Regions from separate parts of the Mus musculus genome. Here regions 2, 3, 4, 5 and 6 are each linked to region 1. The links are chromatin contacts, called in public ChIA-PET, HiChIP or PLAC-seq and promoter capture Hi-C maps. All regions are on one chromosome and are shown on one strand. Each heading gives the region's core, a stretch centred on a gene start, on an enhancer-like site or on the middle of the called end of the contact. The rest is flanking DNA. Distances are from core to core; before and after follow the strand shown.

Region 1 (4,883 bases), core at 1,655-4,154:
CTGAAGGAATAAACAGGCTATTGGAACCCTGGTACTTACTGCCTTATTACCCTTACCTTTCATTAAAATGTCTATCAGTGAGAGTAACAGAGGATCATCTCCCATTGGGCACTGCTCTTTTAGCTATCTGACAGTTTAAACTCTGTTTAAGCAGAATAGTCTAGCCAACAGTATATGCTGTTCATAGAACAAATCTTTTAACACACACACACACACAAAACATTTGTTAAAAATACTTTTAAAGAGAGCTTTAAAAGTATTAGCCTCAAAGACTAATCATTCATAAAACACAGGAAGCAATAGAGTAGAAAGAATTCTTCTTTGGGGGAACATTGAACTGGAAGAGTTCATGGGAAGACAAAGGGAAAGTCATAATGAGATTGCTGTCATCTCTGCGACATACTTGCATGAGGTTAGCATACAAAGAAGCCTCAGAACTCCTGTACTGTGGATACTATACAACATAGCTACTTTTTCTTTTGAAATCTTTCATCTCCAACAATATCTTGAACGTGTTCTTGGGCAAGAAATTTTCAATTTTACTGAGCTCTCATTTCTGTATATGCACAAAACTTTGTAACACATATAACACCACCAATGCACCCATCTTACAAACCAACTTAGAGAACAAAAGAGTAGTATTTACCATGTGCACTGCTAGCTGAGGATTCCCTTTGCAACTAAGCACCAATGGTGAGTTTAGAAACAGAGACAACATTTGTCACGTGGGGAGTCAAAACCTGAAGAAAACTGAAGGGCACATTCCAAAGGTTTCCTTTTTGTAAAAGGTTTTCCATTCTTAAATGCACAGGTGAATTCAGTTCTCACAGTGCAGGAAGCTTTTAAAGGCACTGCCATCTGCAGGCCGCAGGCATGGAATGCCTGGAATAGTTATTTACAATAAAGTTTCAGAGCAAAGCATTGTTTATTTAGCTTGGGGCACTGGTAGATGAGGCTCCACTTGCTGATGTTCGGAAATGGGACTTCCAAGTCAAATCAAATTTCCCTTGCTTCTTTGTACATTATTGCTCCTGAGAAGTTTGGGACCAATGGATGATCTTATGTTTAGTTCTATTCTGTGCTCAACCTGAGGTCAGCCCCCCAAAATACAGACTTCTTGTCATACAGCCCTTGGTGCTGGGGTATCTGGAATGGTCCAAGTTGGCTTTTCTGAATTTCCTTTCAGAAAATAAAGTAAATCTGCTCTCACACTTTTTAAAAACTGAATTTATGATCAGATAGCTAATGGGACATGAAACTGCTGATATCTAGAAAAATACCTTCCATTTAGTCTTGCAATGTGGTTGTTTTGCTAGCACATTATACAAGGAGAAGCAGTCTCCTATGTTTCGGTAGAGACTAATGCATGTCTAGGGGCTCAAAAAATATATGAAAGAGGAAAGACGAGCTAAATGGAAGAGACAAACCAAAAGGAAGGCAGGCATGCACGCTAACCATCAGTCAAGTGGTCTCCAATCCCCACAAGGCAAAACTAGAGCCTTGTTCCAAAATGTTGATACAAAGTTGCTTTTTCACACTCAGACAGATACAAGTTTAAGTGTTCTGTGGTCAAAAGCCACATCAGGGTTTGCAGAAGCATCCTTTCATGAACTTTCAAGGTGGCTACCACACCACAATACTGTAAGAAAGCGAGGAAACACACCCAGTACATCTGAGGGATGGTTCTTGCAGCTCCTGAGATTAGCGCTTCTAAAGGACAACCTTTTACAATGAGAAAGCTCAGAATATTTATCATCACCCTGAAGATCCCGGGACACCCCGGGACATTGCAATGGGAGCTGGAATGCCGCAGGGGGAAAAATTCCATATACAGTGAAAGACATAACATGACAATTAACCCCGTACTCCAAGGGCAGCGGTTCCCAAAGCCTGGAGCGCACAACTTCAGGAGGAACAAGGACACAAGTGTTTATTTTAATAGACAGGTATTTATTTTTTTTATGAGCGTTAGAGAAATAACTGGCTTTCCATTATACCGTTTGGGGTTCAAAATTTCCGCCTTAAACAAATGCATTTAAGGAGGGAGGGTCAGAGTCAGTTTAAAGAAAAACATTTAACATTTGGTATCTAGTACAGATGTAGGCGGACTTGTAAAGGTGCAGCGCGAGGGACGGAAGCTGGGGAGACGTGGTCCTAAGCAAAGCCCCTGACCCGCTACCGGGGTGCGGGAAGGGCCCTGGGAAGCCAGTAGGTTCCGGCGCCGTGTCCGTACGAACCTCCGGCACAATTTCTCTCGCCCGGTTCTCCGGGCCTAGGGTCCACGTCCATAGAATGGGCGAGCTGTCACACAAGTTGACATCTCGAGAATACGCCCAGGGCGACAGCGCTCCCTAGGCTGCTTGGCGCCTGGACACCGCCGCCGAGACCGGTATCCTGGACCCGGGTTCGAAGCCCTCCAGTGCCACTGACTCACAAGAGCTCCCCTCGCCCACCAAAGCCCCGGGCGAGCGACTTCACAGACTCTCGAGTGCAGGGCGTGCTCGATCCTACAAAGAAGCCTCAGCAGCTTGCGACCGAAACGGGCCGCGGTGCCCACCTCAGCGCACGGTCAGTCGCTCGCTCGCCTACTTGGGTCCGCCAGACTCGGGTCTGGGCCGGACCGGACCGGACCGGACCGGAGCCGGAGGCAGCCGCGCCCCGCTCCGGGGCATGCGCAGCCTCGCGCGTGCCCGGAGAGCAGGCCGCGCGTCGAACGGGCCCTCCCGCCTCAGCGTCCCCGTCGCCCCCCCAACCGCCTGCCCATCAGTACTACGCCTCGGCGGACGGCCACCGCTCCCCGGCACTCACCGCTACCGGCGTGGCCGCCTCCCCGCCGCTCCTCCGCCTCAGGCCCGCCGCTGCCGCCTCGGCCTCTGCCCACCTGCCCGCCGTAGGACAAAGGCGCCACCAACCGACTAGCGCGGGCACGAGGCAATGGCGGCCGGGGCGGAGTGTGGAGGTAGGGGCAGAGGGCGCGCACGCAGCGGCGGCCGCGGCAGTGTCGTAAAGAGCCTGCGGGTTTACGGCAGGGCTGAGCTGAGGCGTCCATCTCCTTGGCGACGGGGGCGAGGCGGTGGTTCTGGGGCGGCGGTTGAGAACGCCAGCGGTTGCCTAGTAACGGGGTCTCAGTGGAGGACCCGCTCCACGCCTGCGCCCCGCGCAGGACTGCTGTCTGGCTTTTCCCTTTTCCAGATCCCCTTTCCTCATCCATAACTGTGTAACAAGAACAAGTCCCCCAGTACTTTCATCCCTGTAAAACTTAAAGCCCCGAAAGGCCAAGCATTTGTAGATGGAAAATGTGCAGTGCCCAAACCTGATCACAAGGAACAAAGAGAGCAGAGAGGTGAAGAAAAAGCTGGGTTTAAATTTGCATTTAAATACATTGTGGATCCTATTAGTTGCCTAGCTGTCTCTAGGAGCCAAGAGGCTCCTGGAGATATATTACGGTTTTTTTCTTGAGATATTTCTTTGAGAAATATTCAAGGTCAAAAATTGACTTCAACGTTACTGTCGACCACGAAGCATGTAAAAAAGGTGTGGGTCCCCCCTCCCCCCTTTTAATCTAGAGTTTGTCACAGGGACTGGAATTTACAGTTGTAAATGCTCTCCATGAATCAAAGCTCCGGCTACATGAATCGCCTCGTGCCTCAAATGCCGTAGGGCCTCGTCTTCCTCCTGAACAATACAGGCCAACTAAACTGGTGACTGTGGGATTTGAACACTGTGAGAAGCCCAGTTTCTTTAAACATCGGATCCTATATTCATTCTGCTAGTTGACTCACTGTTTCTTGTACATTTGCTACAAAGACCTCAAAGCGTGGCTGGTAAGGTGATTCTGGGGACAAAAGTGTGTGCTGCCTAGTCTGATGACCTGAGTTCAACCCCATGTACACACACACACACACACACACAGACACAGACACACACACACACACACACACACGCACGCATTAAAACACAAAAGCCATCTGGTATGTCACTGTATATATATATATATATTTGTTTGTATTTCGAGACAGGGTTTCTCTGTGTAGCCTTGGGAACTCACTCTGTAGACCAGGCTGGCCTCGAACTCAGAAATTCGCCTGCCTCTGCCTCCCAAGTGCTGGGATTAAAGGCGTGTGCCACGACGCCCGGTATCACTATACATATTTAATAACAACACTCGGGAGACAGAAGCAGGCAGACAGACCACTGTGCAGTCAAGGCCAGCCTATAAATAAGGAATTGCAGGCCAGCAAGGGAGACCCTGCCTCAAAACTTTTTAATTATAAAATAATTGCTTAAAAGACACTGTGACTTGATATGTATCTACGTGCTAGGCACCATCTTAGCACATCTTAGCACCTTCTGTCCTCTTGGAGAGTAGAGGCTAGCAGAAAGATAGAGCTCAAACTAAGAAGAAATTGCACTAGAGTGTGTAGCTGCACACTGAGATGCGTGCTGGTGGGAAGAAGTCATTCTTGGGCTGTAACTAGAAACTAACTTTACACACAGGCGAAACGGTTGTAAAAAATGATTATAAGAATGTATGAGATTGCCGGGCAGTGGTGGCGCACGCCTTTAATCCCAGCACTCAGGAGGCAGAGGCAGGTGGATTTCTGAGTTCGAAGCCAGCCTGGTCGACAGAGTGAGTTCCAGGACAGCCAGAGCTACACAGAGAAACCCCATCTCGGAAAAAAAAAAAAATCCACAGACACTTACCCTTTTTTCTGTAAAATAGGTCCTAAGGTATGGGCTGCAGAGATGGCCCAGCAGTTAGGAGCAGTTGCTGTTCCTGCAGAGAACCTAGGCTGTTAGCTCACAACTGTCTTTAACTTCAGTTTCAGACTATCCTTTGCAGGCTTCTTGCCTATGCAAACATTGCCTATGAACGTGGTACA
Region 2 (4,883 bases), core at 1,175-3,674, 460 kb after region 1:
CAGCCAGGTCTAGGGCTGGGATGCAGCTCAGTTGGTAGAGTGCTTGACTAGCAAGCCCAAGGCACCAAAGAAACCAGATGTGACAGCACACATCGATACTCCAACGGATACAGGAACACCAGAAGTTCAATGTTATCCTCAACTACATAGTTTGAAGCCAGCCCAGGCTACCCACCCAGCTCTGCCTAGAATAAACCTCATGTACATGAAGCCCCTGAGAACAGTGAGCCATGGATGGTGGTGGCCCAGCACGATCACAGACCACTTAACAACCCATGCTTTGCTGAGGGGTCCAGCCTCGTCTACATCATCCTTCACCGTGAGCCAGTTCACCACAGCTCCACTACCCGACCATGGACCGCTTTCGCCCTCTCAGGCGCACCTCATCTAACTTCTTCAGCACTGGACTGGACTTCTGGGTCGAGGCCCCGTAACTCTTCAGAAAGGCTTCAAACACGGTCTCGGTGTGGGGGTGCGTGCTGAGGAAGGCCTTCTCCAGGACATAGAGGTCGACGCCTTTATCTTCCGGCAGTCCTGAGACAAAGCTCAGCCCAAAGTCGATGAGCACGATGTGCAGCTGCGCCAGGGGCCGCCTCAGGAGCATGTTGGAGGTGGTGAGGTCCCCGTGAATGAGGTCTTGGTCGTGCATTCCGGCCAGAACCTGCCCCATCCTCCTGGCCAGGTCCAAGAGGCACTGGGGGTCCTTTTCAGTCTCCATAGTGGATTGGATATAATCCCGAACAGTCACCGAGTCTTCGATTTCTTCCATATATAAGCAGTTAGACGCATAGTCCACAAAGAAGACGACTGGGGCAGCTATCCCTGCAATGGACACACGTGGTTAGGGAACGCATCTTCATGAAGGCCAGCTTCATGCACAGGCAGACAGCTTTGGAACAGGGTTTAGACTACTGTGGAAAATGATACAATTTATCCAGAGCTTGCCCTGTTAAAGCCCTGCAGGACTACGGCCTGAGACCAGGCCAGGGTAAGTCTGGAAGTATCAAGGCTTGCTCCTCCTTTCTCAAGCCACCTGAGGACTGGAATTCATTGCTGCTCCCTAAAAACAAACAAAACAAGAAGCCAGAAGGAAAGCATCCTGCAGTCTGGGCAGTTTCTACCTGACAGTCACCAGGCAAGTGGCTAAGCAGGGTGTCACCTTACAGGCTCATCTGTGCTCTGGAACAGGCAGGTTCAGATCCCTTATTAGGCGTGAAACCTCAAGGTTCCCTTAGCTACTCTATGCCTCAGTCTCCACAACTGTAAAGTGGTAACAAAACCTCCAGTTAACACCAGGAGTCTCTCCTGAATGTCAACCAAGTTCAGAACAGTTTCCTAGAAACTGGGGTACCAAGGTAGCCCCCACCCATGTCTGATAAAACTTACAAAAGGTAAAGGAGAATATATGAACACTTCTTTATAACTCCATTGCCCCTCTAGGGCAGAAAAGCACAGGCCTGTTCACTTCTGCATTTCCCCTGGCTCCTGGCACCTATCAATGTCCTGGCAGTGGGCACCTAAAAACCATTAAAGAGAAAAATAGCAAAGGCTCGGTGGTTCTGGGCCACAGACAGGCTGCCTGGTAGCTGTGGAACCTCAGGCACTTCCCCTCTTTGAGTCTCATTTTCTCTGGAGTAATGTTGTTGTTGTTGTTGTTGTTTTGTGGGGGTGTGGATGTTTTTTAAAGAAAAGAATAACAATTTAATGAAATCAAACATTTACTGAACTATGTCAGCATAAGAACATGTGATGCATATGCCTTCTTTAATGACCACAATATCCCTGAGATTCCGGTGACATACAAGGTAACTGGGCTAGACGACTCGCTGAATGGCTACGAGGGAGACAATGCAGGGAGAATGTGAATCCACAGAGCCCGGCTCCTGCCACCCGCCTGTCAGGACACCTACTGCTTAAGACCACCAAATGGAGAGGGAAGGACGGTAAGCAGAAACAGAGAAATGAGAAACGGAGGGACCCGAGCGCTAAACAAGCCCCGCGAACCAAACAGAATGGCGTCCTGACTGTCGCCTTGAGTCCTTAAGCATTGCCATCTGATCCTGTCCCCTAGAAATCGGAGCCCCGTCTCTCACGTCCCACTGGTCTCCCGCAGCCCTGTCTGTCCCGTCTCCCGGAGCCCCGTCCGGCCCCCCTCACCCGCACGGCGGCAGCGGAGCAGCGCGCGCGCCTCCTGCACTGTCCGCCGCCGGCCGAGCCGCGCCTCCAGCTCCGGGTGCCGGTAGCTCTTCGGGAAGCGGTGCTTCACCACGGCCGCGCGGCCCTGGAAGCGGCCACGGAAGACGCGCGCCTCGGCGCCCTGCTGCACCAGCTCTAGGCCGCTCAGGAAGAGGCGGCTCCGCTCGCGCGCAGCGGCCAGCGCCTCGGCCTCCGCCTCCGAGGACGTGCCAGCCATGCCTCCGACTCCTTCCGACCCTGACCGCGCCGCTTCCGCTCGCTTCGGAAATCCTCCGGCCTCTTCCGCCATTAACACCGCCCCACACAACACACTTCACCCTGCTAGTTTGGTTCCGCCTCGCGACCTTTCCGCGCTCAGCGGAGCCTCTAGGACCTGTAGACTTGGCCCTTCCCTGTCTGTCTTCGTGAGCGCTCAGCAACTTTAGGCCAACAGCTTCTCACTCTTCATCACGGTGATGCTCCGGCTTTGGGACCTTTTTTTTTTTTTTTTTTTTTTTGAGACAGAGTCTCACGGTGTAGCTCAGATTAGCTTTGAACTCGTGTCCCACTTCAGTCTATGGAAACATGCTCTAAGCCGGGAAGGAGGCAGGGACTAGGCGAAGCTTTCTATCCGGAGACGCCACCTGATGCCTGGCACCAGCCTGTCAGCAGCCAGCACCATCCCTCTCAGATCCGGTATCTTCAACTACAGAATGAGGCTGCCTGGTTCTGCTAGGGTGAGGGCTTATCAGAATTAAGAGGCTGATTACGCGGTGCCGGTGGACAGGGCTCTCTTCACATGGCCTTTGACCCCCTTGTCCCTGCCCCACGCTCCTTGGGGCTCTGTTGAAAATACAGAAGAGAAGCCCTTGAGTCCCGGGTTGCTATGGCACCAGCATCTTGGCTCTGTGGTCCCTGGGTTTCGTTCATATTCATGGCAGGTCCCTTTTCATAATCAGACCCTTTGTGTGGGCAAAATGTGTTTTCCAGCAAAGCGCACCCAGAACCCGGTTCGTTTATATCCCCCAGTGCTCAAGTCTGTAGCTTCATTATCATAATTGTTTGTGTCCACCCAGCCGTCTCTATGGTAACCAAACCCATCTGAACCCTTGCCTTAGAAATCTAACTGTGCAAAGGTGCTGACCAAAGCCAGGCTTGCTAAGTCAGGCTGAGTTTAGCTCTTTAAAGCGGCTTCAAACCTTTCAGTGTCTCCCTACTGTGCTAAGAAGAAAGACCTAAACCTTAACTGGGCCCATGGACTCCTGCATCCCTTATAAACCCTCCCCTCTCCAGAATCCCCACCCATCCTCCATGATGCTCCCTCGGCACAGAGCCTTTGCACCTGCTATTTCCTCTGCAGGGAAATGTTTGTCCAGCTCCATATCACCTAGAGCTGCAGGTTATTCTCCACTGCAGGGTCACTTCCCCAGACAAGCCCTTCCTAGCCTCTATGAGGAGAGTGAGTTCAACTGTTATCAGCCCTGGTTTTCTACTTTCCAGACCTGTTTCAGATTCCCTTTGGTTTTGGCCGTTCAACTGCTTGATTGATGACCCACCCACCCCCCAACACACTTTACCCTGCTAGAGTGGTTCCCATCACACAGAGCCCCCCACCCTCCTGCTGTGTAGCTACTCACAAGGCAGGGATTGTATTGCTTCCATCTCTCCCTCAGCACCAAAGAGGTGGGTACTGGCCTAGAGTGTCTTAGGGATGGTGCATATGTGTGATCCCAACACTCAGAGGCTGTGCAGTGCTCAGATGCTCAGACAGGAGACTGCAAGCCTGATACTAAGTGAGACTGGGGGGTTGAGGGTAGGGACGTTTAGATTCAAATTTTGACCTTTTAAAAATATTTCATGAGTGTGTGTGTGTGTGAGACTTTTTTTAAACAACCAAATGGGGAAGTGGAATTGACAGTTTCTTGTCTACCTGAGTGCTGAAAAGGTCGTTAGAGATGTGGGTGGAAACCTTAAAGCACTGAATGAGTAAATGAGTTGACTGGAGAGATGAGAGACAGGCTGGTCCACAACTGGCCCCTGTAACTTGGCGGGAGAGCAGGAAGCTGGTGACTAAGGGTGGGTGGCAGGGACCCTCTTTATTTTGCTATTTCCAGGGGCAGGTAGTATAAAGTGCAAGTTTGACTGTAAAGTCATATATTCCAGGCTCCATCCCAAGAAATATCAGAAGGGAATTTGGTAGGGATTCCCGGCTACCGGTGAGAAGTGGGCTGGCCAGCTATGTTCCTCGAGAAACAGCAAGTGTTCTGCTGAGAACAAGAGCCAATGCAGAGAGCCAGTGTCTTCTATAATGGGGAGGGGTCCTAAGAATATGGAAATTTTATCCAGGAAGAGGGATGTCGATGGGCTAAAAGCCTGTAACAGAGTGACTGCCTCCAAGACAAGGGCTGTCACTAGCAATTGAGAGAGCTCACCTCACAGATAACGCTGTACATGTGGAGTTCCCAACTTGTGTGTTTCAGCCTTTCTAGAATTCTAACACTGCTGTGGTGGTTTGAATGAAATGACCTCCACAGGCTCATAGGGACTGGCGCTATTAGGAGGTGTGGCCTTGCTGGAATAGGTGTGGCCTTGTGGGAGGAAGTGTGTCACTGGGGGTGGATTTTGAGGTTTCATATGCTTAAGCCAGGCCCAGTGTCACTGTTCCTCCTGTTGCCTGCCAATGTGGAGATAGAGCTCTCAGCTACCTC
Region 3 (4,883 bases), core at 1,111-3,610, 420 kb after region 1:
AGCTTTCTGAGGTTCAGAGGTCTATAGCAAAGGGAAGGGGAGTGCATGCCTGTGCTGGAAGCTTCTTTTGTGTGTGACTCAAAAAGAAGTCATGCTCTCCAGCTGGACCCAGAGCCTGTCTAAGGCAAACCCAGCTAACAAGGGCTACCATTGTCTACCCAGCATCCATCTGCTGCGTTCGGAGGCTGGCAGATGGAAACATAGGTTGTTCTGTTGTGGTCTGGTTTTTGGTTTTGTGAAGTACCAGGGTTGGAACCTAGGGCTTTGCACATGCTGGATCATCCTCTGACTCTGAGCTATGTCTCTAGCTATATTTTTGCTTTGTAGATTTTAAGACAGAATTTCACTAGTTGCCCCTGTTGGCCTTGACCATATGGTATAGCCTAGGCTGGCCTTGAACTTAGAATCCTTCTCCCTCAGCCTCCCAAGTATCTAGGGTTACAGGTCTGAGTCACCATTTCTTGTAGGAAATAATATATTTCATTGTAAAATGTGTGTGTGTGTGTGTGTGTGCGCGCGTGTGCGCGCACGTGTGTGTATGCGTACATGTGCGTGTGTGTGCACATATTGGTGTGTAGAGGCCAATGTCAGGAATCAACCTTAGGAATGTGGTCTTCCTTCTCTGAGCCAGGGTTTCTCATTGGCTGGAGCTCATTGACTAGACTAACTTGGCTTTCCTCCTCCTCCATCAGGCAGAGAAAGAGAGGAAGGTGGAGCTGAGATTTGGGGGAGAAAGGGAGAGAGAGAGAGAGAGAGAGAGAGAGAGAGAGAGAGAGAGAGAGAGAGAGAGAGAGAGGATGCAGAGGAGACGAAGAAGGAAAGTAGAGCAGAAGCACCTGGCCTGGAGAAACCACAAGTTCTAAGGGGTCTCTAATGTGGGGAAGATGGTAGTGTAGCGGTAGATCTGCCCAATCTAGGCGCACAGCATGCATTCATATTAATTGAGTTGTGTTATCATTCCCCAGGCTTATTTAGGTTGGAGATTCACCGCAACACTGATCAGGTTTTATGTAATCTCTATCAGATGCCCAGGCACATCAGCTAAGGTCATGTAAGATATTCCCAAGGTGGATTCCAAGGGCAGGGAAGTTTCAAACAACTGTTCTCCTTAGCACCCACTAAAGCTCCATGATAGGTGTATTGGATGCTGACAGGTTACAGACTCATATCTGCATTTGTTTAATGCAGGTTTTCAAGATGCAGTTATCTACAGTACTCCCTATGCTCAGCTAGTACTCCATGGAAGTGGCTAGAAAATCAGCCTGACTGAATGTAATCTGAGAAGATTACAGCATCCAATGAGAGTTCTTTATGCTGTCTTCCATGGTAGAGCCAAAATTTCACGAGAAGAGGGTCCCTGTTTGCTGTGTCTCATTCTCTTCTGTGTTCCAGAACCTAACATAGTCTTCAACATACTTAGTGCTTGTGTCTGCAGTGGAGAATGGGTAAATAAACACATGAATGAGTGGCTGACAGATGAATGGGCTGATAGATGTATGTGTAGATGGGTGGATAGATGGATGAATGGACAGATGGATGCACGAGTAGGTAGATGGATAGATGAGTGGGTGGATGGACAGATGGATGGATGAGTGGGTGGATGGATAGATGGATGGATGAGTGGGTGGATGGATAGATGGATGACTGGGTGGATGGATGTATTGATGGATGGACAGATGAATGAATTGTCGGATGGATGAGTGGATGGGTGAATAGATTTGTTGATTGATGGATGAGTAGATAGATGGAAGAATCAGTGGGTGGATAGATGAGAGGATGAGTGGGTACATAAGAGACTGATGGATGGTTGGATGAGTGAATGGGTAGAAGATGGAGGTGGGTACTCTTGGATAGACCTTAGGCCAGAGCTTCTGGATACAGAGACTGGAAAGTAAATATCTCCCCTAACTGCAGTAGGGCAGGTGGCTGCAGTCATGGTTGTAGACTCCCAGCCGCAGGACAAAACAGCATACTTGGTGGTAGGTGTGGCCCTAGGTCCTGTTTGAGATTGCAGAGGAATAATTAGCTACAAGCCAAACAGGGAAAGCTGGGTGACCTGTCAGGAGGCACTCTCAGCTCCACTTCAGAAAACGCACACGTCCACGGAGTCCAAAGGTCAGGCCCTCTCCTGTCCTGCGGCCTTTGGGTATTTGTTTCTCAGGGGACACTCAGATCCCAGAGGAGACTTGTGGGGCCATAGAGGAGTCTTGCAAATCGGACCCTCTGACTAATCGGAAGTTGGTGTGTTTGGGGGCTGTGTGCACATATAAAAACCCAGCTTAAAACTCAGGCAACAATGTGGTTTCCTGGCTAGTACCACTCAGGCTGAGACTCATCAGACAAAAGCCTAGAGGAGGCCTCATGGGGACTAGAGCATCAAAGCAAGCGGTGACAAAGAAACTGAACCACCTCGTGCTGACAACTTAAGGGAAACAAGTGTCTTGAAAACGTAACTCACTCAGCTCTAAGAATAGAACTAGAAAAATAAAATATTCCAATATCTCCTTAAGAAATCAAACCAATCATTAAGTCCCCTCCTCCCCTCTCTTCTTCCCCCTACCCTGCTGGTTTCTGCCTTTACTCTGCTGAACAGAAGTGGAATTGACAGGGTTGTGCCTTGCACACTGTTCTTTGAGAATAGACAAGGAAGCCACTTCCTGTTTCAGTCTATGGGCTCACACTGTTCTTTGAGAATAGACAAGGAAGCCACTTCCTATTTCAGCATAACTCAGGGTTGCCTTGACAAGGGTGTTACAAGAAAAGAAAGTAGAATGGAATATTTACAAGACAGGGTTCATGAGATTACCGAAAACATCCATCTGAGAGCCCGAGTCCTGTTTCCTTCTGTATCCTGACTCATGTCATTGGGTAGATATGTCATGGCGGTAGCAATGACACCCAGAGACATTTCCAGAACATTCCCTAAGTTCCAGGCCCCTCACACACATAGGCTCAGTTAGTGTCCCCCAACAACTTCTATGGGGGTGCTATTCCTTCCCGACTCTCTTCATAGAGGATTGCAGAAAGCCTTCAGTTTCAGTCATGTCCAGCAAGCCAAGGCCTGTCGCAGCTCCTGGGTTGCTGAGTCTGCCCAGGAGTCTTGATTTCCATATTCTCCCCTACAGACTCCATCTGTACAGATCTCCTTCTTGGAGGCATTGACCATGACAGGAAGCCGGAAAGGCAGCAGGCCTTGGGCAGCACACGGGTCAGGAACAGGTTTCATTATTTTTCTGGTTAGCATCTGGAACACTGATGGTGACCCCAAATATCTTTGCTTGCCTAGCTGAGCATCCTATGTACAATGGATTAAAAATTCCAGGTTGCTGATGAGGGACACTGTGCCTTACCTCCTCCCAACCAAGCTGGGTCTGGGGGACAGACCTGATTCAGAGCAAAGCTCTTGAACACTTAAGGTTAGCAGGATTAGTAGGTGGGAGGCACATGGGTATGAGTCTTTTCTACTGTGATCACCTTTGCTGGGGCAATCAGAGATCAGCCACAAAAAGGGATCGAGTAGAACAAGAAGCCACCTTTGATGATGAGAGAAAAGAGCTAAGTTCACCCCCGGTATGAAGACGAAGCCACTGCTGTGGGATTAGCATTAGGCGGACCCTCATGTGGGTAGATGCATCCTCAGAGCAGATCAGTACATTGGTTTCTGGGCAGTGGCAACATCTTTCTTTACTGTTCATGCAACCTGGGGGAGGGGATGTCCTGAGCTATGTGACAGTACAGAGTAGAGGTTAGCTGACTGTAGAGACTCCCAGGACCCTTGGCAGGAAGCAGGTTGTCTGTGGCAGGTGCAGAGCAATGATGGTCGTGCTCAGCACTGGGACTGGTGATCACTGATTTAATTAAAAGATACAGTTTAAAGTTGCTGTGTATCCCAGGTTGACCCTGACTCAGCGTCCCAAGTCACCTCAGAATACAGGATGACAGGAGTATGTTACCACACCCAGCCTGGGATGCACTCTGACTAAAGGAGACATAAAAGCCCAAACCTAGCCCTAGCATGTGACATTCTTCACACTGGGTTCCAGCAGTAGTGCAAGGGTAATGTTCCCGCACTTTCCTCCAAGACTTGGTTCTAAGAGAACGGCCTTAAGGATATGGTGAGCAGCCAGCTGACCTGCACAAACCTGCTAGGAGGAGTAAGAGAGAATGGAACGGGGATGAGAATAATAAACCCAAGGAAGAATTGTGCTACAGAGTGGGAGCCACAGAGCTAATGCTCCTCCATGAAAGGTTACAGCAGAGGTGATGGCCTCCCTGAAACTATCTCCAGATAAGAAACAGGAGCCCCAGACAAGGTGCCACATGCTCAGAATCCCAGTACCGGGCAAGCTGAGGCAGGAGGATTAGCATTAGGTCAGTCTGGACTATGCTGCAAGCTCCAGGCCAGTGTGGTGAGGCATTGTCTCAAAAATAAATAAAATGATAAAACGTAAGTTAACAAATGGGTCTAAAAACAGACATTCAGTAGAGGGTGGTGGACTCTGGGGCTCAGGCAGTAGGCGTCCACACAGAGCCTTCTAGAGAGAGGGAGTGAGGCAGGCATTGAAAATGGACCAAAGACAAGAATGTTCAACAACAGGAGAGTTGGACATGGTGAGTGGTACACACCTGTAATCCCAGGGCCCGAGAGGCAGAGGAAGGAGGATCACCGAGATTTCAAGTCCAGCCTGGACTACATAGTTAGAACCTGTCTCAAATAAATTCGCATGTGTACACCCCCTACTAACAAGTACTTAGGTCATGCATCTACATGTACACACATATGCACACGCATACACACATGTATACATGCACATGAACACACATGTGCCCATGCATGCACACAAATGCCCATGTTAGCAGTGGAGATTTAGGAATGAATAAGG
Region 4 (4,883 bases), core at 1,199-3,698, 330 kb after region 1:
GTTGCCCTGGCTGGTCTAGAACTCTCTACACAGACCAGGCTGGTTTCAAACTCAGAGCTCCATCTACCTCTTCATCCCAGGTTGCTGAGGTTAAAGGTGTGAGTCCTTGAACCTAGTCTGTGTGAAATAATGAAGATGTTGCAAATATCTGTTCATTTACCTTTCTACATAGACTTTAACTCTCCTTAACACCCTAACTCAAATTACGAATTTTTAAAAAGAATTTCCTTCTTGTTCTGTGCATGTGTGTATATGGGGACATGTGTGGGAGTGCCCCAGGAGCCCAGAAGACATCAGGTCCCCTGGAGCTGGAGTTATGGGTGACTGGAGCTGCTTGATGCGGGCGCTCAGAAACAAACTCAGGTCTTCAGCAAGAGCAGCGCGTGCTATTCCATCTCTCAAATCCCAACTCAAAGGATCTATGCTGCTGGCAACGGGGTCAGTGCTTTAAGTCAGATCTGTCATTTCAGTATCTCCAAAGGAGTTTTGTTTGGTTTCAAGAGATTTGACTTAACTGAGACATGTGGACAGTGGCCTTGGAGTCAGAGAGTCTCACTGATTCTCACGCAGTCTACTTGCGATGCTGGGGACTGACTACTCTTGTTCAGCGCTGGGGTCTGGCAGCCATGGCCTCATTTAGTGCTTGTATCCAATGATGTAGATACCACTGTTACTCCCCGAGGAAATGCAGGTGAGGAATAGCAGAGCCATTCTTATGGAGGGATGCGTTTCGAAATGTGAGCCATGTAGTAGTTAAGGATTGCTAATTTTGAAGCAGAGCAGCACACCTCCTGAACTGGGATTGGGCAGCACAGCCCTGAGGTCCAGCAGTGTGAGAAGCAGGTTATGGGAGGAGCTTCCAGGGGGCGGGGCCACCGCCTCTGCCTGCACTTCCTCCTCATATCACCTCCTGGCCATCTTCCAAGGTACTCTATGCCCAAGCGCTGCTTTTGCTTGCCTCCCTTGGCTGGCCTAACTCACTTCCTCCCTTTGGAAGGTGGCGCACGCCACTGCTGAAGGGCAGGGGTCTCATGGGGTGATGGTTCAGGAAGAAGGCTCTGCAAGGGCTTCACAAACTGAATGTGGACTCTGCCTGTTTCTTGGGCCTCTGTCCTGCAGCTGTGGTACACTGCAACCTAGACGGGAGGGGAGGAGGGAGGGAGGCGGAAGGGGAGGAAGGAGGGGAGGAGGGAGGGAGGCGGAAGGGGAGGAAGGAGGGGAGGAGGGAGGGGAGGAGGGAGGGGAGGGGGGAGTGAGAGGAGGAAGGGCCTCCCCTGGGGAGATTCCTGCTTCTGGTGTGTCCTTTTTTTCCCTCACAGGATCTGTGATCAGAGAACTCTGAATCTGACTTCAAGGTACCCCGCCCCCTCTCAAGTGAATGTCCAGACCAATGGTGACACCACCCAAAATGAATTTGGAGGCCTCTTTGCAGACTTCAGGAGTTCTGTACCCAGCTGTCTGCTGGGCCTGGGCGCTTTGGTGATTCCGGTACAGGCTGAAAACTTCTGGAAGCCTAACTTAGTTGTCTGTAAACTGCAGTGGGCACAGACAGGTGGGCCAGGCAGAAGGGTGTAGAGGCTTTGATTGAGCCTCAGCCCTCCACCCTCCAGGCAGGTCCTGTGGCCCTTGGGGAGGAGCCATGTGAACCATAACGCATAAGAGGGAGGGGGAGGGAGGGAGGGAGGGAGGGAGGGAAACTAAATTGAACCTATCTTCCGATTTGGGGTTTGCATCCCAACTCTCTTCTGCAGACCACGCCCTTCGCCCCGCCCCCTCAGTCTTTCTTCTCTTTCGGAACTCTTTAACAGCGGCTTTTAGAGCCAAATGGTGCACAGGGCTTAATGAACAGGGCATGAAGGAAGACAGACCCCTTTCAGGTTCTGAGCAAATGCCACTATCCCATCGAAAGCCTATCTCAGGCATTGCCCAGAACAACCCGGAGGCAGGTTCAGGGAAGAACCCCTACCCGTGTACAGACAGTGGAGCAGAGTCTTAAGGTCCTTTTCTTGCCCGTGGGGACTCAGTAGTAGTGCTCGAATTTGAACTAAGACTCTGAAAACAGCCTTTTCAGCTACAGGTCCCTTGCTGCTCTTGGCCTACCTGACCAGGACAGGTGTCATCGGACTTTATCCTCATCCTATGATAGAGTGGAAGTCACTTGCCTGGAGCCCTCGCAAGCAGCTCTGACATCAGAATGCCTTCCCTAACTCACTTTGTCCCGACCACCAAACCCTGTCTCTTCTCCTTGGAGAAGCCCACCGCCGCCTGCGCGAAGCACACTCGAGGCAGGTGTTGACACGTAAGCCTCCCCGAGCCTGGCAATGCAACCCTCCAAATGGGCTCTCACCCTTAGGCGCGCCTGTCCTGGGGACCGGGTCTCTGAGCAGCGCGTAGACCCCGAGGATCTGAGGGTTTCCTCTGCGCTCAGCGGGACGCGGGAGTGAACAATGAAGATGAACTGCACATGCGCAGCAGAGATGCTAGGGACCCGTTCCCGCGACCCTCTTGGCCTCCATCACATTCCAGACTCCGTTCCCACGGCGCCCGCCCATCGGGCATTTTTTAATTAATAATTTAGAGTATTTCCAGTTTGATTTGAAAGTTGCCTTGCTTCTGTGACAGGCTTAAACCCAAATGTTCCTAAGAATGCCAAGTACCATGGATAAAGGTGAAAGGTCCATGTAAGATGCTAAGTGGGAGGAAAGAAAACAAAACAAAAAAAGAAGAAATCATTTAAAAAAAATCATCTTAGGAAACTAGGGGCCTGGGGAGTGGGGGTCGGGTGGGAGAGGAGCAGGGCATATACTACTGCATATTCCTCATATGGATGGGACCTGACATTCTAACCGTGTGTCACCAGGCACTTTATAGGAAACAGAAAAGAACTATCTCATTTAATCCATGGGCAGGGATCAACACTAGCGGCTCCCAAGGACTTGACTGGAAGTCTTGCTTTAGAAAAATGTCAAACCTTATCTAAAAAAAAAACAAACAAACAAACAAAAAAAAACAATAAGATTGGAAAATATATTTTGTAAGTATATGCATATGAAAGAAATGGTTTAGTGGCTCCATTTAATTATCTCTTACACATTTGTAAGAAGATCACAGTCCCATAAAAATGATCTATGGATACAAAGGACTAGTAATAAAAGGGAGATGCAAATGAGGAATAAATATGCAGGCGCTGGTCATAAACTTCAGATAAAAACTGCAAGTCTTTAAATACTTTTTTGCCTTCACAGTAGGTGAAGATTGTAAGGAAATATGATGTGCAGAGTGGCTGAAGTTTGGAGAAACGCCCGTTCTCATAAATATCTTCTTGGGATGTAATTCGCAGAACAATTGGAGGCCACTCTGAAGGAGTGTGTGCTTTGTTAACATGGTCATTCTCTCTCCAGGGCTGTGAGCGAAGGAGTTAAATCCAAAGATGGGTGGGCTCTTCTTGGTTTTTGCTGGTTGGAATATGCAGTGGTGGTGGTGTGTGTGGGTGTGTGTGGGGGGGATTGAGTTACAAAAACTATGAAAATCCACAAAGTGGGATATAGGTCAATTGTTAAAACCTACAATGTAGATTACAACATGTTAGTAATACACGGAAGTAGGTAGAACTTACAATGTAGTTTTAAGATTTATTTTTAGGGCTGGAGAGATAGATGGCTCAGTGGTTAAGAGCACCAACTGCTCTTCCAGAGGTCCTGAGTTCAATTCCCAGCCACCACATGGTGGCTCACAACCATCTGTAATGGGATCCGATGCCCTCTACTGGTGTGTCTGAAGACAGCAACACTGTACTCACATTAAATAAATAAATAAATAAATAAATAAATAAATAAATAAATAAATCTTAAAAAAAAAAAAAAAGCTAGCTGACCAGTGGTGTTCTACCATGGTGTCTGCCCTGACTCCCTCTGTGATTGATGGGACTCATAAGATAAATACAACTTTCATTATTTTTAATTGTGTGAGGATTCAAGGTTCTCTAGAGGAACAGAACTGATAGAATCACACACACACACACACACACACACACACACACACACACACACACGATTTATTAGAATTGCTTACAGGTTAAGTTCAACAATGTCCAGCTAACCCAACAATGACTGTCTACCAAAGGAAGGTCCAAGATTTCAGTTGTTCAGTAGACTGAATGCCTCAGCTGATCTTCAGTGCATTCTGGAACCCCAAAGAAGTAGGCTCTAACGACAGTGAAGGAATGGACTTATCAGTAAGAGCAGTCAGGCCAACACAGTAAACTTCCCTCTTCTGAGTCCTTTATATAGGCTGCCAGGAGAAAGTGTGGCTCAGATTAAAGGTGGACCTTCCCACCTCAAAAGAACGAGATTAAAAATATGTCTTCCCATTTCAAATGATTTAATTAAGAAAAAAGTGTACCCAAACACAATTAGACACTCCAGATGTAGTCTAGTTGACAACGAAGAGTAGTCCTTACAGGGTGAGTGAGTGTGAGGGGGTGGGGATGTGCTATACGAAGGTGCCTGCAGAAGCCAGGAGAGGGGGTTCTATCCCCCAGAGCTGGAGTTACAGGTAGGTGTGTGAGTCTTTCAATATAAGTGCTGGGAATTCAGTCCATGCTCTCTGCAAGAACACTGTGAGTTCTTAACCATGAAGCCATTTCTCATTGCAGTGTATTTTTAAATAAAATATTCTTAATCTTAAATTGTATGTGTGTGTGCGTGGTGTATAAGTCACATTTCTATTGCAGGACCAGTTGAGAGCTCACATCTTTAACCAAAATCAGGAAGCAGAGAACAAACTGGGGATGGTGTGAGTCCTTAAAGCCTGCCTCCAATGAATATTTCCTCCAGCAAAGCCACATCTCTGAAACCTTCTCAAACTGCCCACCAACTCGGGTG
Region 5 (4,883 bases), core at 1,697-4,196, 310 kb after region 1:
AAAAAATAGACAGATGATCCAGCCTAAACTTATTCCTCCTTCCATCAGGGATCCATCTTCTTGGCCACTGTGAGAGTGGGGTGGGGAAGAGGGCATTTGTGGAGGGAGTGGAATGGGGAAGAGGGCATGGGTGGAGGGAGTGGGGTGGGGAAGAGGGCATGGGTGGAGGGAGTGGGGTGGGGAAGAGGGTGTGGGTGGAGGGACTGGGGTGGGGAAGAGGGCGTGGGTGGAGGGAGTGGGGTGCAGAGACTCATTCATACAGCTCATTTGTGCCCCCTGGTTCTGCTCTGCCTAAGCCTTGATGTCCCACTTCTATCCTGGCTTGCTTATTAACATATGACTTAGCTAATATGACAAAATCTGCCTCACCGTGGAGCAGTTCTTCCTGCCCAGCGAGGCTCAGGAGCACCCAGGAGCTATCTACTGAACAGTGTGCACTTCTCTGCTGGGGACAACATGACCGTTAGCCAAGAACATCCCAGTGTGATGCTTAGGTTTCATTGTCAACCTGGCTCAGTCTAAAGTCACTATGGAAACACACCTCCCACCGTGTCTATGAGGTGCTTCCAGAAAAATGTGTGGAGGGACGACCCACCTTAACCCTACGTTCACTACCACCACCACGATGGCCTACACCCTCAAACTGTGAGCTCCATCCTAAACCTGCCTCTACAACCATGATGGAGCGCAACCCCTAATAAACCTTCGCTTCCTTTAAATTGCTTTTACCGGGTGTTTTGTAACCGCAATAAGAAAGGCAGCAAATACACCCGGAATCCAAGTTATTTTTCCCAGGAGACTTCCCATAAACCTCGCTCTCTATCACACCACAGGGCCCTGGCGATGAGGCTCTTCTGTTGCAGCCTGCGCCTGCTGCAGAGTTTTGTTTTTTTTTTTTCTTCTCTGCCCCTGCCCCTCAAGCACAGACACCTTTTCTTTCCCTTGGTATTTGGGCCCAACAGCACCCTGAACTTGGGGGTCTGCTGTCTCAGAACACAAAGGGCTCTCTAAGCACAAAGTGGCAGGATATGGAAGGTGCAATCGGCTAACCTCCTTTGCAAGACATTCCAGATCCAAATTATGCTGATCCAAACCTGCCCCCAAAGTCCCATTCTCAGCTCATAGCACAAAACCTACTCCATCCTTATCTAAGGGTCCCAGCTGTCCAAGTTACCTTTCTGTTGCTGTGATCAAAACACCAAGACCAAGGCGATTTATAAAAGAAAGCATTTACTTGGTCTTACGTTGCATAGGGTTGGAGTTCGCAATGGTGAGATGAAGGCATAGAGACAAGAAGAGCTGAGAGCTCACATCTTGACCCACAGACAGGAAGCAGAGAGCATGACCTTATGGTCTCATGCGTGGAAGGGTCACACTAGCGGGATGCAGGCCTCTGAAGAGTTGGTCACATGTTGGAATAGCGCCTTTTCACGTCTTGAAAAGTCCGCCATACTTCTTTCCAGCTGCAGTTCTATCTCCATCCTGGGCTGACTCAGCTTGCCACCTGTAGCTTTCCTTGGCAGATGCTCACAACCCTGGCATCTCTAATCCCCTGGAATCCCCACTGCAGTTTGTCTTAGCCCCTCACCCCATCCTAATACACGGTACCTTCAGGGTTGCCGGCAGGGATTCCAACCTGGCCACATACAACCTGACTTGCCTTTGAAATTGGTGTGGAAGTCTCTGGGGCCCCACAGCTCATGCATGCTACACGCCTGCCCAGCAAATATACAGCAAACAATGCCAAGGTTTCCTGGCAGCTCAGGCAGCAGCTGTGCCTGCTTATACCGTTCCTGCAGCCGCCAAATGAAGGAGGGCAGATGAGAGAGAGCAAGCAACCGTAAGTTCCACACCTATGTATTCCCTACAAAGTGAGACCTGATCTAGTACCTTGGGGCCCCACAGCGACCTATGGGTGAGATAGGGAAGAAGAGGGTGGAAATGCCGATGGAGCCAGAGGACACTTGGGGACAGAGTGGAACGGTAGACTTTCCATTTTGGGGTGTGGATCCATACTGAGCAATGACTGAATCAGGTATTGCTGAGGCTAGGCAGAGGCTGGGCAGAAGAATGCTACACCCCAAATTCTAGAAGAACTGATTAAACATCCCTAAGTTCTGGCATGCTGTAGTGACATTATCATTTTTTTTTAAATTACTTATCTTATGTATATGAGTACACTGTGGCTGCTTTCAGACACACCAGAAGAGGGCATCAGATCCCATTACAGATGGTTGTGAGCCACCATGTGGTTGCTGGGAATTGAACTCAGGACCACTGGAAGAGCAGTCAGTGCTCTTAGCCACTGAGCCATCTCTCCAGCTGTGGCATTCTCATTTCCTAATCCACTCTCCCTCTTTCATTCAATGTTTCTAAACCTTTATTTTTAGAATGTTAGCTCCTCAAGTGAACCTTCTAAGGTATTTTTGTCTTAATTGATCCCTTTTCTGTGGGATTAGAGTATTACAAATATGCTGGACATTTATTTGCTTGTGATGTATATACATTCATTCATTCACTCATTCATTCATTCACTCATTCATTCATTCACTCATTCATTCATTCATTCATTGCTGTCTTCTGGAGGTGCACACACAGATATAATAGGTAAGATTTTGCAGTTCGTGGAACAGAAGTACCAGGTTTCACCCCATCGAGGGTGTTATTGATTCCTGGGGATGCGTGTATTATCCCTTGGAAAAAGAAAAAAAAAAAAAGGAAGCAGAAACAAAGGAGTATGTAATTAAAATGTAAATCTACACAATTTAATTACCCGTGTAGTGACACAAGTAAGTCTCTGGAATGGTCTCCTCAGCATTGTGAGCCGCTGTGTAATAGATTAATGAAAAGGGAGGAGGGGAGGCTGAGCTGACAGGAGTGGGCTGAGAGCTTTCAGTCCAGGGAAACTGTAGCCTTTACGTTTGGGACCAGAGCCCTCTGCTGTGCATTATGGGAACATCCTCCAGGAAGTCAAGTTTAGCGCCTACGCTGAGATCCTGCTTTCGCCTCACCAGCCGTGAGCTGGGAGTTCGGTTTGGGTCTGAGCTTCACTGAGGCCTTAGGACATTCAGAATCACAAAGAGGTCAGTGGGGACCTTGGGAGGGAGGACCAGGTTTCTCTCAGCCCCAGGTCCCAGGACACGCCCCAGCCTGCTTTGATGGGCTTTCGAGGGAGTCACCTTCTTAAGCTCTGAGGCAGAAAGGGAGGCCAGGGGCAGGCAGGGGTGGCTTCACGGAGGAAGTTGGGGACACTTAGGGGATTGCTACCATTCAATGACCCTAATCTAGACACTGGAGACAAAGGTGAGGATGACTTGGGTCAAGCCCCATCTGTGCTGGCTTGCTGCAGAGAAGTGATGGAGAAAAACTGGGGTGTGGTGTGGTAATAGAACTCTCCTGGTAACCTCTCAGAAGGGTGAGATATCTAGAGAAAGCTGAGCTCGGTGTGAGGCCCCAGGAGGCCTCACAGGAAGATCTCAGAAGAGTTAATTTTTCTGAAGAAGCCCACCTTCCATTGAGGGACCAACAGCAAGTCCGGAGGCACACGGCTTCAGAGGACAACCAGTGGCGAGCCTGCCGTGACTCCGTGACTCCATCAGTGCCGCAAATGGACAACGGCTGAGAGAGGTGGTCCATCATCCCAAGCCTCACTAAACAGGATGTCCTCCCAGTCCCAGCCGTTGTGGTGCTATGAAACAGGATGGCAAAGCGAGGGACTCGAAGATATGGACCAAAGAGGAAAGAAGCTGTCGCCCACTCCCCCAGCAGGACTCACCAACAGTGTAGCAATCACTTGCCCAGCAAGCCATTTATTGCTGGTTATTTATTGCCCAAGCACACTGGCTTGTAAGGTTTCATCCAGGGCCCAGGAGCGGAACAAGCACAGCAGTATACATTTAACGGGAACATGGAAAGTAAAAAGGGAACAGGCTGATTTATGATGCTTTGCGAGTTACACTGTGTGTGTGTGTGTGTGTGTGTGTGTGTGTGTGTGTATGAGAGAGAGAGAGAGAGAGAGAGAGAGAGAGACTTTGCTGAGTACATATGGATACTGTTGATAAACGTGTCATCGGCCTACAGGGTTACGATGACTGCATCTCCTCAAATCTCTGTGTTGGAAAGTTAATCCGAATGCAACAGGGGGAGGTGTTCTGGGCATAAGGGCTAGATTAACACCAATGCCAAAAGCTCTGGGCTTTGCTCCCATGTTTTGCCCATCTCCCCTCCCCTTCCCCTCCTTTTACTGTCCACTGCTAGGAGATGAAAGATAAGATCCTCACCAGATTCTAGCCCCTTGGTCTTGGACTTAGCCTCCCAGATTGTGAGAAACAAATTTGTCTTCAATGTAAACTGACCAGCCTCGGGTATTTTGTTACAGCAGCACCATATGGCCTAAGATAAGTAAGGGCTGATACTCAGGCTGTCTCTCTCCACCCCTAACCTACACCATCCATAGGAAGCCCAGGCCATAAAGAGGATATTTAAAGTCTACATTCCCCCTGTACAAAACTCCACAGAAGTTGAATTCAATAATACAATCACACAACTCACCATTCCAAAGCCACACTTTATTGAGTTAATTTAAAAATATATACTTTTGCTATCTTCTAGCTTTCAAATCCCCCTTTCAACTGAATTTATAGCGTGTTCTTCTTCCTCCTCTTTCTCTTCTTCTCATTACAAATGGCCTGATGTTAGGTTAGATTTAGGGGTTTCGTTTAAATTTTTTATTTTACTTATTATTATTAGTGTGTGTGTGTGTGTGTGTGTGTGTGTGTGTGCCCCTGTGCATGTGTGGGCTCAGAGGACAAATGTCTGGTGTGAGTTCTCTCATTCCACCTTTACAAGGGTTCCAGGAATCAAACAGAGGTCACGAGGCATGT
Region 6 (4,883 bases), core at 1,288-3,787, 290 kb before region 1:
GACCAGTGGTTCTTGCTGGGTCCACACTGGGATTCTGAGAGAAAGGACCAGAGATAAGAAAAATAAACAGTCCAAAGCTGGGGGTGTGAAGGGTCAATGGCCGATGACTCAAGCCAGCAAGTTTATTAATGTCACCACTCTTTACATAGCCTCGGATGGAGAAGCAGAATACAAACCAGTAGGTTACAGGTAGTTACAGCAGAATTACAGGGAGCACTAGCTCCTCTTTTGCAAGGTATATTCTGGTACAGTAAGCAAAGCATTTCATGTCTCAAGGTCTGGAACATTTAACCACAGCTTACGTGGAAACCTGGCCTCAGCCCCCCAGAGCCCTGGCGCCAGTCCATTGCTGGCTTTGCCAAGAATGACCCTGATGGGAACAAAAGCTCAGTGTTCCTTGTTCCGTCCATGGGCTGGAGAGGGGCCTCTGCACCTAGTCCTCGACAGGGAGGAACTGGAAAGACAACTTAAGAAGAAAATAGCCGAGCTAATGATGTAACTTAAGCCTGACACCATGTCCAACTCCGGGAAGAGGAGCATCGGAGTGTTTCAGCATCAATATGAGAAAACAAAAGGGTTGCAGCTTGGTCCCTGTGGACCACATATGCCACTCTTAGACAAAATGAAAGATAGTCATCAAAATTAGAGAGGGCAGCTGCGATGACTCGGTCTTTCATGTCTCCTCTGTCACCTTCTCCCCTGCTTCTTTTTATTTGTATAGCACATGTCCTCCATTGGCTGTGATATCTAATAGTGTCCAGTGACACCGCTGAGCCCAGTAAGGTTAAGGGCAGAGTACAGGTAAAAACGTAACAACAAAAGACTATCTTCATATATCCAAAGCCAGGCATGGTAGTGTCTGCTTGCCATTCCAGTCTTGGGAAGGCAGAGAGAGACAGGTAGATTACACTGTCAGCTTGGGCCTAAATTGAAGCTCAGCCTAGAGCTACAGAGGAGGGTCTTGCCTAAGGGAAAACAAAAACAAAAAAGCCACCATTGTTTAAAGCAAGGAAGTGCCTTGTTAAAAGGTGGATGTTGGGGCTAGAAAGATGGCCCAGCAGTCATGGAGCATGTGTTGCTCTTGTAGAGGACCAGGGTTCAGTTCCCAGCACCCACAGGGAAATTTACAATTATCCATAACTTTATTTCCAAAGGATCCAATACCCTATTCTGACCTCTGCGGATACCAGGTACATAAATGATGTACATACATACATGCATACCAGCAAAACACTCATACACATAAGTAAACCTAAAAAAATAAAAGTGGACGTTGGAACATGGAACAAAACTGGCATTGTTGATTATCTAATATGTGTTTTATATGCAGTATTTTAATACATACAATAATATTTCAGAGGAAAAAGTCCTTAAGTGACGGTTGCTGGAAATTACTATTATATTAGAATAATTTAAGGAGTTACTTATACCAAAGTTTTAAGTGCTTTGCATAAAATAATCCAGCCCTAGTATCAACCATATGACGACTCTGGGGTCAATTTCCAACACGACATAAACCAAACGTGGACTGTGGCATGCCTGTGAACCGGCATTGTGGAGGTGGAGGCAGATCCTTAGTTACATGGTCCAGGCTGGAATACTTGAAACTGTGGACGAATGACCGTGCAATTAGTATGCAGGAGAATAGCGGTAAGCGATCCAGTCCCACAGCCAATGTTCTTAGCCTTTGGCTTTGAGACAGCTCTACACCACAGCTACTTCCTTCCTCGGTGTTGGGGTTATGTTATCACACCAGGCCCTATCCAACGTTAACGATCATATCACATCAGGTTGGAATCTAGATCTTTCCTAACACAAAATTCATATACGTTACACTACCTGCTTCTTGTGACCCGAGAAGAGTTATTTTATCACCCGTAACTGAATCCGAATTCTTTCACAGACAGCTTACCTCTCTGAGGTAGTGCTAAGAGGAGCTCTGGAGAACGCCACAGTTGTTAAACCTTTCATCCCCTACCTATCCCAGAATCAACCATCTAGGGGAGAGAAGGCCAGCTCTCTGCAACAGGACTAGTTCACAAGCCAAAACCCAACTTTCATTCTGATGCCTTTCGACACAAGCGGCAGCCCGCAAAGGCTAGTAGTATGGTGTTTAGGTGTTTGGGTATTTAGGGTGGCACCAACAACCCCTTCTTTTGTTGGCTTTCCCGGTTCCTGAGTCAGACTACTCCAATTCGGGGGAGGCTGTGCTAAGATTTCAGATGTTCCTGCGGTTTTCAAAGATTGAACTTCGGGCTGCCCTCATCCGAAGCCCCGTGCTCCCCCGCTGAAGTGTATGCTCTGCTGCCCTCACACCGCCCTCGTCCCTTGACTGAATGGCCCCCGAACACCCACACTCGGTCCCCAGCCGTTGTCTCCCAGGGGTCTGGAAGCCTCAACGTCGTCCCCGACACCAAAGACGAGGTGGCTCCTAGGCGGCAGTTCGGTTCCCATAGCAACCCCACGGCGCACGCGCGTCGCGCTTCCGGCCGGGTGGCTCGGGCGCTCCCGTGACGTCACGGCGCCGCTTTCCGGTGGCTGAGTCGAGCTGAGGTTGTTGTGGGCCGGGGGGCGCCATGGGGGCGACTGGCGACACCGAGCAGCCGCGGGGCCCCGGCGGGGCGGAGCGAGGTGGCCTGGAGCTGGGCGACGCGGGCGCGGCGGGCCAGCCGGTTCTCACGGTGAGGGCGCCCGGGCGAGGCCGGGGCTCGGGCCGGGCAGGGCCTCGGGCTCCCGGGCCCCGGGCCCGCGGGCGAAAGAACGCGGCGGCCGTGCGGCCCTGGGAATGTCGTTTTCTCAGTGCCGCTACAAGCTGGATTCAGATTGTAGCTAGGTGACGTGGGCCTGATGTGACACCCTCTGAGCGCCAGGTTTCTCTTCTGTGAAATGAACAGCAATAACCCGAGCTTGCTGGAGTTGTGGTGGGATGGGCTGATAAAGGCGGGTAGAACGCCCTGACTCGTCACCCGCCTCATAGTAGACCCTAGGTAAACACTGCTGCCCTTCCTCTTGCTCTTCCAGAAAAAGCGAGCTTTGGACATTGGTGACAGAAAACATTTTCCCAGTTCCTCCACCCTGACAGGGTCTTCCAGCCACTGAATTAATTCCCCTTCACCCCAAGGTGGGAGAAGTGAGAAGCAGGAACGTCTAGGTTTAGCGCCATACTCACTTTCTCCTCATCCTCACTATGAGAAGCCTCGGTGACATTTGCCCACTTGGTCCCCAACAGAACCCTTGGAACATAATGATAAAACATCGGCAGGTGCAGCGAAGGGGCCGCCGATCTCAGATGACCACAAGGTAAGGCTCGACCTGGGTGAGACCTGAGATCCAGTTGTGTGGACTGCAGTGAGTGCTTTGGGAACCCCACTGTAGGAGTCTGAGATCAACAGCCCGTAAAGAGCACAGGAGTGGGGAGGCTGTAACTTCCTGTCACCTTGTCAGGTCCACATCCTAACCAAGCAGGGAAGGAATGAACGTCTAGTCTGTCTCCGTGATTGAAGTCTGTAAGTCAGAGGATGTGAATTCAAGATTACAGACATCTGTTCTAATGCAGACTGAGATGTTTGTTAACACAAGCCTTTAGCTTTTCTTAGACTCTGTTTTCTCAGCTTTGACATGGGGCATCCAGCCTGGGGAAGGGATGGGCCTTGGGAATTCTTCTTGTATTTTTGACCTGGGATAGTGATAATCATTTATTAATTACAATACTTGGCAGAGGCAGGCAGACCTCTGTGAGTTTAAGGCCAGCCTGATCTATGTAGTGAGTTCCAAGACAACCAGACTACATAGTGAGACTCTGTCTCTAAAAAAGGAAAAGAAAAAATATGTGTGTATTATATTTCATAAAATACTTGGAAAATAATTCCTATTTCACAGAGTTATAATGAAATAAATTTTAGAATCCCATGTTGCTAACTAGCTGAGTAGTCTGGGAAGGTCTGTTTGGAACACTCCCCTGACTCTGTCTCCCCAACAACCCCAGTTTCACAGACCCAGCCATCTCTATGGATCTCCTCCGTGCTGTCCTGCAGCCTAGCATCAATGAGGAGATCCAGGGTGTCTTCAACAAGTACATGAAGGTGAGGACCTGGTGACTAAAGCCAACTGTACTACTAAACAAGACTGTACAGCCAGGTGCTGCAGCGTACGTGCCCGACCACTCAGGAGGCTGAGGCAGCTGACAGCCAGCCTGGACAGCACAGTAAGACCCCTTAGACAAGAAAAAACAGAATGGAGGCTGGAAAATACAGCCTCAGTGGTTAGGGGTGCTTGCTGCTCCTGCACAGGACTCAATTGTAGTTCCTAGCACTCACATCAGGCCACTCCCAGCCTCCTGTAACTCAGGTGCAGGCTCCAGTGCCCTCTTCTGACCTCTGCAGATTATAACCAGAGTATAAATTCCACAGGTATGTACACATAAATATATTTTTTTTAAATCTTAGAAAAAAACAGGCATGGTGGCATATACCTTTAATCCCAGCACCCAGGAGAAAGAAGCAAGCAGATCTTTGGAGTTTGAGGCCAGCCTGGTCTGCAGAGTGAGACCCTCTCTGAAAAGAAAGGAAAGGGGAGGGAGGATAGAGGAGACTTGCAAGCAGGATAGTCCTGTCAACAGTCTCTCTTGATATTCTTGCTACACAGATATAACAGGTTTATACACCCCAATCACTTTTTCACTGCTTGGGGGTGATTTCAATACCTTTCTTTGCCAGATGGTTTCATTTTCATGTGTTCAGCACCCTTATTTAGACCATGAAAAGTTAGACCTTTTTAAAATTCATTTTCACAAATACCATTAGCATCATTGAGATGCCTTGGGGTTATGTGTAGCTTAGTGAAGCACTTACTTAGCTCGTGAGTACAGAGCCCAATTCATGATT

What was found. Promoter capture Hi-C pulls out the DNA fragments that hold promoters and counts their contacts. ChIA-PET counts read pairs in DNA pulled down with a chosen protein or histone mark. HiChIP or PLAC-seq counts read pairs in DNA pulled down with a chosen protein or histone mark. Capture Hi-C pulls out chosen DNA fragments and counts their contacts.
Region 2: a contact with region 1 is called in a promoter capture Hi-C map of embryonic stem cells, with 4 times the contacts expected there. The contact joins the promoter of Trp53rka here to the promoter of Ncoa5 in region 1. A contact is called at or near these places in 21 of 39 promoter capture datasets (the 3T3-L1 cell line, 3T3-L1-derived adipocytes, the C10 cell line and 13 more), 4 of 115 datasets of contacts at active chromatin or transcription factors (bone marrow-derived macrophages, embryonic forebrain, embryonic midbrain and 1 more) and 1 of 9 other capture datasets (adipose tissue).
Region 3: a contact with region 1 is called in an RNA polymerase II ChIA-PET map of memory CD8 T cells, with 16 read pairs. The contact joins the enhancer-like site here to the promoter of Ncoa5 in region 1. A contact is called at or near these places in 12 of 39 promoter capture datasets (the 3T3-L1 cell line, the SN4741 cell line, cranial neural crest and 5 more), 1 of 15 datasets of contacts at CTCF or cohesin (the NIH/3T3 cell line) and 4 of 115 datasets of contacts at active chromatin or transcription factors (the NIH/3T3 cell line, craniofacial prominence, embryonic basal ganglia and 1 more).
Region 4: a contact with region 1 is called in an H3K27ac HiChIP or PLAC-seq map of embryonic stem cells, with 5 times the contacts expected there. The contact joins the promoter of Zfp663 here to the promoter of Ncoa5 in region 1. A contact is called at or near these places in 18 of 39 promoter capture datasets (the 3T3-L1 cell line, the HPC-7 cell line, the SN4741 cell line and 10 more), 1 of 15 datasets of contacts at CTCF or cohesin (the NIH/3T3 cell line), 19 of 115 datasets of contacts at active chromatin or transcription factors (bone marrow-derived macrophages, craniofacial prominence, embryonic basal ganglia and 9 more) and 2 of 9 other capture datasets (liver and pancreatic islet).
Region 5: an H3K4me3 HiChIP or PLAC-seq map of embryonic basal ganglia shows a contact between it and region 1, with 2.8 times the contacts expected there. The contact joins the enhancer-like site here to the promoter of Ncoa5 in region 1. A contact is called at or near these places in 18 of 39 promoter capture datasets (3T3-L1-derived adipocytes, the C10 cell line, the HPC-7 cell line and 9 more), 1 of 15 datasets of contacts at CTCF or cohesin (the NIH/3T3 cell line), 1 of 484 Hi-C or Micro-C datasets (embryonic stem cells), 15 of 115 datasets of contacts at active chromatin or transcription factors (acute myeloid leukemia, bone marrow-derived macrophages, craniofacial prominence and 9 more) and 3 of 9 other capture datasets (adipose tissue, liver and pancreatic islet).
Region 6: a contact with region 1 is called in a promoter capture Hi-C map of adipose tissue. The contact joins the promoter of Dnttip1 here to the promoter of Ncoa5 in region 1. A contact is called at or near these places in 4 of 39 promoter capture datasets (liver, pre-B cells and stem cell-derived epiblast-like cells), 9 of 484 Hi-C or Micro-C datasets (CD4 T cells, CD8 T cells, the G1E-ER4 cell line and 4 more), 2 of 115 datasets of contacts at active chromatin or transcription factors (embryonic stem cells and memory CD8 T cells) and 2 of 9 other capture datasets (adipose tissue and liver).

What each region holds. Positions count from the first base shown.
Region 1 is chr2:165,031,875-165,036,757 of GRCm38.p6, forward strand. Ncoa5 (nuclear receptor coactivator 5) reads right to left here and starts at 2,905. Exons shown (of 8, transcript NM_144892.1): 1 at 2,809-2,905.
Region 2 is chr2:165,490,890-165,495,772 of GRCm38.p6, forward strand. It overlaps Trp53rka (transformation related protein 53 regulating kinase A), which reads right to left and starts at 2,425. Exons shown (of 2, transcript NM_001007581.1): 1 at 2,158-2,425; 2 at 1-822. The coding sequence starts at 2,413. The coding sequence ends at 344.
Region 3 is chr2:165,450,836-165,455,718 of GRCm38.p6, forward strand. The region is part of intron 1 of Slc13a3 (solute carrier family 13 (sodium-dependent dicarboxylate transporter), member 3); the gene reads right to left. All of the region lies in intron 2 of Gm14437 (predicted gene 14437), which reads left to right. Among named protein-coding and RNA genes, the nearest start is that of Gm14437, 11 kb to the left of the region's middle. Within about 2 kb of position 2,361, at least 65 of the 459 cell types and tissues checked have an H3K27ac peak or open chromatin away from gene starts, as enhancers often do. A contact at or near this core is called in memory CD8 T cells, where this site is marked.
Region 4 is chr2:165,366,288-165,371,170 of GRCm38.p6, forward strand. It overlaps Zfp663 (zinc finger protein 663), which reads right to left and starts at 2,449. Exons shown (of 6, transcript NM_001379474.1): 1 at 2,348-2,449. It overlaps Gm29831 (a long non-coding RNA gene), which reads left to right and starts at 884. Exons shown (of 3, transcript XR_001783548.2): 1 at 884-926; 2 at 1,320-1,552; 3 at 2,072-2,364.
Region 5 is chr2:165,346,750-165,351,632 of GRCm38.p6, forward strand. Zfp663 (zinc finger protein 663) reads right to left here. Exons shown (of 6, transcript NM_001379474.1): 6 at 4,548-4,883. Among named protein-coding and RNA genes, the nearest start is that of Gm29831, 18 kb to the right of the region's middle. Within about 2 kb of position 2,947, at least 5 of the 459 cell types and tissues checked have an H3K27ac peak or open chromatin away from gene starts, as enhancers often do. A contact at or near this core is called in embryonic basal ganglia, where this site is marked.
Region 6 is chr2:164,743,478-164,748,360 of GRCm38.p6, forward strand. It overlaps Dnttip1 (deoxynucleotidyltransferase, terminal, interacting protein 1), which reads left to right and starts at 2,538. Exons shown (of 13, transcript NM_133763.1): 1 at 2,538-2,681; 2 at 3,230-3,300; 3 at 3,986-4,082. The coding sequence starts at 2,577. It also overlaps a transcript of Wfdc3 not described here.